Regions from separate parts of the Sus scrofa genome. Here region 1 is linked to region 2. The links are chromatin contacts, called in public Hi-C maps. All regions are on one chromosome and are shown on one strand. Each heading gives the region's core, a stretch centred on a gene start, on an enhancer-like site or on the middle of the called end of the contact. The rest is flanking DNA. Distances are from core to core; before and after follow the strand shown. Region 1 overlaps ZNF335 (zinc finger protein 335). Region 2 holds the start of DNTTIP1 (deoxynucleotidyltransferase terminal-interacting protein 1).

The links. Hi-C and Micro-C count contacts between places; a contact is called where the count stands out from the background.
Region 1: a contact with region 2 is called in a Hi-C map of liver, with 1.7 times the contacts expected there. The contact joins the enhancer-like site here to the promoter of DNTTIP1 in region 2. A contact is called at or near these places in 8 of 47 Hi-C or Micro-C datasets (alveolar macrophages, blood, embryonic fibroblasts and 4 more) and 2 of 2 datasets of contacts at active chromatin or transcription factors (alveolar macrophages and skeletal muscle).

Annotation. Positions count from the first base shown.
Region 1 is chr17:48,134,610-48,137,869 of Sscrofa11.1, reverse strand. It overlaps ZNF335 (zinc finger protein 335), which reads left to right. Exons shown (of 27, transcript XM_021077367.1): 18 at 1,010-1,269; 19 at 2,191-2,302; 20 at 2,386-2,763. Among named protein-coding and RNA genes, the nearest start is that of PCIF1, 16 kb to the right of the region's middle. Within about 2 kb of position 1,824, at least 8 of the 83 cell types and tissues checked have an H3K27ac peak or open chromatin away from gene starts, as enhancers often do. A contact at or near this core is called in liver and omental adipose tissue, where this site is marked.
Region 2 is chr17:47,993,167-47,996,602 of Sscrofa11.1, reverse strand. It overlaps DNTTIP1 (deoxynucleotidyltransferase terminal-interacting protein 1), which reads right to left and starts at 1,945. Exons shown (of 13, transcript XM_001928813.6): 1 at 1,778-1,945; 2 at 1,151-1,221; 3 at 196-292. The coding sequence starts at 1,882. WFDC3 (WAP four-disulfide core domain protein 3) reads left to right here and starts at 1,859. Exons shown (of 3, transcript XM_013985426.2): 1 at 1,859-2,034. The coding sequence starts at 1,881.

The sequences.
Region 1 (3,260 bases), core at 575-3,074, 140 kb before region 2:
TCTTTTTATTATCATCACTTTGTAAAGGCTCTTTGTGTATGTGGGAGGTTCACCTTTAATCTGTGATATGAATTGTTTTTGTTTTGTTCTTGGGTTTTTTTTGTCTTTTTGCCTTTTCTAGGACCACTCCTGCGGCATATGGAGGTTCCCAGGCTAGGGGTCTAATCAGACCTGTTGCTCCCAGCCTACAGCCACAGCAACGTGGGATCTGAGCCACATCTGCGACCTACACCACAGCTCACGGCAACGCTGGATCCTCAACCCACTGAGCAAGGCCAGGGATTGAACCCAAAACCTCAGGTTCCTAGTCGGATTTGTTAACCACTGAGCCAGGACGGGAACTCCTGTGATACGAATTGTAAATACCATTCCCTGCCAGTTTGTTTTCTGATCTCCTTTTATGGTTCGTGTTGCTGTAGGTTTTAGCACCTTCCTTTGTTTTAAGAAAATCTTCCTAACCCAAGGGTTATAAAAATATCTACAGTTTCTTTTAATATATCTCCAGGTTTTTTTTTTTTATTACATTTTAGCCTTTAATTCGTTTGAAGCAGACTTGGGGGTAAGATGTGAGATAGAGCCTCTGGCTTTTTTTTTTTTTTTTTTCCTTAAATTATTTGCCACTTATTTCTCTATCTCAGGAATTCTTAACCTTGGCTTTGGGCTGGATAGTTCCTCATTGTGGGGGGCTGTCCTGCTCATCGTGGGACGTTTGGCAGCATCTCTGGCTTCTACCCCCTGGGTGCCAGAGGCATATGCCTCCCACCCCCAATTGTGATGATCAAAAATGTCTCCAGCAACTACCCGGTGCCCCTGGGAGCACTAGGCTGTTCTTTTTAAATCTCTTTCCAGTTGCCGGGAATGCCCAGTGGCGGTTGTGCAAATGAGTGGCAGTGGCACAGAGTCCAGCCAGAGTCTGGGTGAGCTTTGAGGCCCTGAGATAGAAAAGGGCCTTGAACGCAAGTTCCTTGGCCACAAACCATGCTTAGAATGCCTACTGGTGCCGTTGCAGGTGGCCGTGGTGAAGTCAGAGGACGTGGAAGCAGAGTTGGCAGCCCCTGTCGGGCAGCCCTCCCCAGCAGGTGCCACTCCCCAAGTGGTAACTCTCCACATGGCAGAGCCGGGGGGTAGCGCAGCCGCTGAGAGCCAGCTGGGCCCCCCTGACCTGCGGCAGATCACCCTGGCACCCGGGCCATTTGGCGGGGCTGGCTACAGTGTCATCACAGCACCCACCATGGAGGAGGGTTCATCAGCTCCTGGAACACCTTACAGGTGAGGCCTACTACCTGCAAGACCCCCTTCAGCCATTTATAGGTATGCTGTGGGTGGGGGCGGTGTCAGATGAGGACCCCACCCACCCAAGCCTGGGGGCAGGAGGTCAAACTAATACGTGGGCTGTCAGGGAGTCACATCCCTCCCAGGAGATCAGGAGCTACTGTATCTTGGCCATTAAAGATGTCCCAGCCACTTGTCGTTCATGAATTCAACCTGAACCATTCCTGTTTGCCTTGCTTTACAAATGAGGAGGCAGGTTAAGTAACTTGCCGAAGGTCAGACATGAGGTAGATCTGACCCCGTTCCTGTGGTTCCAGAGCCCACATGCTCTTTGTTCTGGATGATACCTGAGGTGGTGGTCAGTTCTGACCTGTGGAACGAGCTCCAGTTCCTTAGTGACATTGGAGGCCCTGCAGCTGTACTTGGCTTCCTCCACACTGAGCGAGTTTGGGGCAAAAATGTTTGTTTTCCATGTTCATTGACCCCTGGGCAGCCTGAGGAAGCCCTGAATCCAAGGAGCGAACTGTCCAGCTGGGTGGGAGCCAGGTCCCTGGGCCAGCCCTGGCGGCCCTCTACCCCTGGACCCTGGACCGTGGGTCCTGGCAGCCCTGCCTCTCCTCCTGTCCCGCTTGGCCAGATTTGGGCTGGAGTCCTGGAGCCCTTCGCCTTGTTGCCGCACCCCACCCCTGCCAGGCCCATCGAGGAGCAGGGGGTGACGGCTTTGGAGCTGGACAGGTGGTCAGCATTTATGGCAGAGGCAGTGGAGGTGTGGCTGGTAGAGGGCATAGCCAGGATTCACATCGGGGACCATTCTGGCACAGTCACTCCTCCGTGGATGACGTCCTTGGGAAAGGGCACTCCTGTGGCCCTCCAGCCTCTCGGGGAAGCTGCCCTACCCCTCCCCTCCTCTGTCCACAGCGAGGAGCCCCCAGGGGAGGCAGCCCAGGCCGTGGTGGTGAATGACACCCTGAAAGACGCTGGCACCCACTTCATCATGGCAGCCGATGGGACCCAGCTGCACCACATCGAGGTGAGGCTCAGGCCCCCTCCCACCGCACTCTCCCCCCTCCCCCCCACCTCCTGGGCGCCTCATGCACCCTGATCTCTCCACAGCTGACTGCAGATGGTTCCATCTCCTTCCCAAGCCCAGACGCCCTGGCCTCTGGAGCCAAGTGGCCCCTGCTGCAGTGTGGGGGGCTGCCCAGAGACAGCGGTCCTGAGCCCCCATCTCCAGCCAGAACCCACGGGGTAGGGGACCCGCAGGGCTCCGCCTCCCCACCTCCTGCAGCCAGCAAAGCCCTGGGCCTCGTGGCGCCCTCCTCGCCACCATCTTCAGCCACGGCGTCGTCAAAGAAGTTTTCCTGCAAGATCTGTGCCGAGGCCTTCCCTGGCCGCGCTGAGATGGAGAGTCACAAGCGGGCCCACGCGGGGCCCAGTGCCTTCAAGTGCCCCGACTGCCCCTTCAGTGCTCGCCAGTGGCCCGAGGTCCGGGTAGGTGCTCCCCGACATCTCAAGTATTAGTTTGACGTCCTGCTTCCAGACCTTTTGCTGTGCACCCCCACCCCCAGAGCCAGGCCTTCCAGCTCCCCACTGGAGTCAGAGATTAACTCAGCAAGGTCCAGCCCTCAGGGGGCCCAGCCCAGCGAGGAAACAAACCAGGTGACCTGGATACACCTGACAGTGTCCCCAGGGTGAACTGAGACCGCCCGGCAGAGCACAGATGGGGAAAGAGTCATTTGGGCCTGGGGTGCAAAGGGGGACGGCACAGAGGTGACGGCTGAGCTGGGCCTGCAGGAGCAGAGCACAGAGGGGTGGTGGCTCGAGGCAGCTAGGGACATGAGGCAGCCAGGACACTGACGGCACAGCGGCTCAGGGAGGCGCAAGGGGCAGCGTGGAGAAGGCCAGGTTCCTGGGGCGCCATCCATTCACTGGGGATTACTGTCCTCAGATCCAACCACGTGCCAAATGGGCAGGGCAGCTGTGGGGTG
Region 2 (3,436 bases), core at 696-3,195:
GGGTGGGTGGACTCAAATTTGGTTCGGTAACAAAAAGAGGTATTCAAATTACCCCCAAAGAGGAAACATGTTCTTGGGGGTTCAGAATTGGAACATTTTAGATATCTGCATGTACCAGAAAGAGCCAGGGAGATTGGCCTGCAGGAAAGGAACGGCCCTTGAGTCTTCACTCCTATTACTTTGTGTCCTTCTCACCTTCATGTACTTGTTGAAGACAGTCTGGATCTCCTCATTGATACTAGGCTGCAGAACAGCTCGGAGGAGATCCATGGAGATGGCAGGATCTGTGAAGCTGCATTCAGGAGGGAGACACAGTCAGGAGGCATGTCCCAAACACATCCTTTGCTAGTCTACCCAGCCAATTAGTTGCACAAGATCCTTTAACAACAGTAAGAGATAATTTTACTGAAAACTAGCTATGTGCCCAGGTTCTGGGCAAACCACAGAGATGCAGAACTTTATTTCATTCTCAAAACACTATGAAGTAGGCATTTAAAAGTGTTCTATAGAGTATAATACGAACACAGAGAAGTTCCTATTGTGGCTCAGCGGTAATGAACTCAACTGGTGTCCATGAGGATGCGGGTTAGATCCCTGGCCTCGCTCAGTGGGGTTAAGGATCTGGCGTTGCCACGAGCTGTGGTGTAGGTTGCAGACGTGGCTTGGATCTGGTGTTGCTGTGGCTGTGGCGTAGCATGGGAACTTCCATATGCTACAGGTGCGGCCCTTAAAAAAAAAATACAGAAAAAGTCTATACGCTTTGTTTTAGTGAACAGGTGAAGAAATATATATATATATATATATAGCCAGCATCCCAAAGACTCATCCTGTGCTCTCTCCCCTACTCTGAGATGGAAACTATTAGCCCCACATTTTTCCTAACTTCCATGCTATTCTGCCTCCTGGAGCCTTCAAACACAGAACCAGTGAATGTGAGGGATCCTGGGCATTGCTTAATCAACCTGCCTCCCTCCTGTGCACAAGTTCAGAGGAGGAAGTGACTTGTTTAAGGTCACACATATAGTTACAGAACCTGAATCTCCTCTTTCTACTGGTCAATGATCTCTTCTCAGCTTGGTCCAGTGGGGAACCAAAAGCGGCCTTCCAAGCCACAGCCTGGAAGGGAAGTCCCACCCAGGGTCAGCCTTACCTTGTTGTCATCTGTGAGCGGCGGCCCCTTCGCTGCACCTGCCGGTGCTTTATCATTATGTTCCAAGGGTTCTGTGGGGGACCAAGGGAGCAGAGGTCACCGAGGTCGGTGACACTGGGGTGGAGGTGGAGGGTGGGTGTTAAGTTAAACCTAGACATCCCCGCTTCTCAGGCGCTTTCATCGCGGCTCCCACCTTGGGGGAGGGGGAAGGGCAGTGGTTGGAAAGCCCGGCTAGGGAAGAGGAACCGAGGAAAAGTCCCAACCGCACTTTTCCAGGAACGTCTGGAGTAAGGGAACTAGTGTTTACCGAGAGCCCACTCTGTGCCTGATGATATGCGAGGCGCTTTATCCTCATTTATGTCCCTCCCCACAACTTTACAAGGCACCTTTCCTTTCGAGAAGAGGAAACTGCAGCTCAGGGGCTTGACAGGGCCGGCCCACGTCACCTAGCTAGGAGGGCAGCACCAGAATTTGAATGAAGCCCGGTCGTCGGACAGCGACAGGGCCAACTCCCTCAGCAGCCCCAGCCGCCGCGTTCTCTCGCCCGCGGGCAAGGGTCCCGGGAGCCCGAGGCCCTGCCCGGCCCGAGCCCAGGCCCCGCCGGGGCCTCCCCGATGGCGCCCTCACCGTGAGAACCAGCTGCCCCGCTGCGCCCGCGTCTCCCAGCTCGGGGCCGCCCCGCTCTGCCCCGCCGGGTCCCCGCGGCTGCTCGGCGTCGCCAGTGGCCCCCATGGCGCCCCCGGCCCCCACAACTCCAGCCCAACTCTGCCACCGGCCGGAAAGTGGCCCCGTGACGTCATTGGAGCGCGCCGCCCACCGCCCCGGAAGCGGGACGCGGCGAGCGGCGGGGTTACCAGGGGAACCGAACCGCTGCGTCTCCTCAGGTACCCGACGCTCAGGGGCAGTTTGGGTGGCTGGGCTTCCTCCAGGGAGCGGCCGCGCCTCGGATGTGCACTTCAGTCAAGGATCGTTCTGTGGCCGGTCCAAGGCCCTTGGAGAAGTGCGAGGCAGGAGGAGGGGAGAAGGTTTCCACCGGCTGGGGTTAAGGAGCGGAGGGGAACGTTTGGTATCGTTGCACCAGCAGTTGTCTTCGAAAACTAGATTTTAATATGCCCGGGACACAGCTGGAATTGAATGGGCCTAATGCGAGGACCCCGAAACCCAACAAGAGGGAGGGGGTCTGGCTCTCACCTCAACACCCACCATTCTCTCCCAGGGGTTGCCTCTTGGCGTCTGAGGGCATCTGAAGGAAGATTCTGGGCTCCTCTCCCCAGACGGGTGATTCTAGGATGAGCTGGGCATGCAGGGGTTTAACAGCTGTGGAGTTCCCCAGAGCCTTAGCTCTGCATTAGACGTAAGAAGTCCCTGAATAGAATTGGATCTACTTATGAATGAGTTACTTTTATCAGGTCATAATGTGGGGTAGTAGGAAGTGTATGAATTTTTTTGTTTTTTTGTTTTTGCTTTTATTTTGTTGTCTTGGCCCATGCCGGTGGCAGGCAGGAGTTCTTGGGCCCTTGCCACAGCAGTGACAATGCCTGGTCCTTAACCCACTGAGCCACCAGGGAACTCTGAAAGTGTAAGTTCTGCAATTAGAAAGATCTGAATTTAAATCCACTATAATATGATTAAGAACACTGACTATGGAATTGGACTGTTTCCTTTGTCCTACCACTTATTAGCTGTGACCCACATCTACTTCTGGGCCTCAGTTTCCCCATTGGTAGGTCACTCATAGGGTTGCAGTGAGGATGAAGTGTATTAATTCATGTAAAGTATTTGGAACTGTGACACTAGTAAACCCTCAAACAATGCTGTCATTACTACTATCAAATTCTAGCAACCGCCACTTAACTTAATGACCTTGGGCAATTTTGCCTCTAAACTAGTTTTCTTACGTTTATAAGATGATTGTGAGGAGGAGTTCCATGGTGGTTCAGTGGGTTAAGGATCTGGCATTGCCATTGCCGCAGTTCTGGTTACCGCTGTGGTGCAGGTTCCATTCCTAGCCCAGGAACTTCCCCCATGCCATGGGTGTGGCCAAAAAAAAAAAAATTGTGAGAAATAAATAAGGTATATAAAGCACATATTGGATCATCAACAAATATCAATCATCTCCTTGCTCCAGTATCAGCCTTTTTTTTTTTTTTTTTTTGCTTTTTAGGGCCGAACCCATGACATTTGGAGGTTCTCAAGTTAGGGGTCGAATTGGAGCTGTTGCCGCTGGCCTACACCACAGCCACAGCAATGCCAGATCTGAGCCTTGTTTGTGACCTACACCACAGT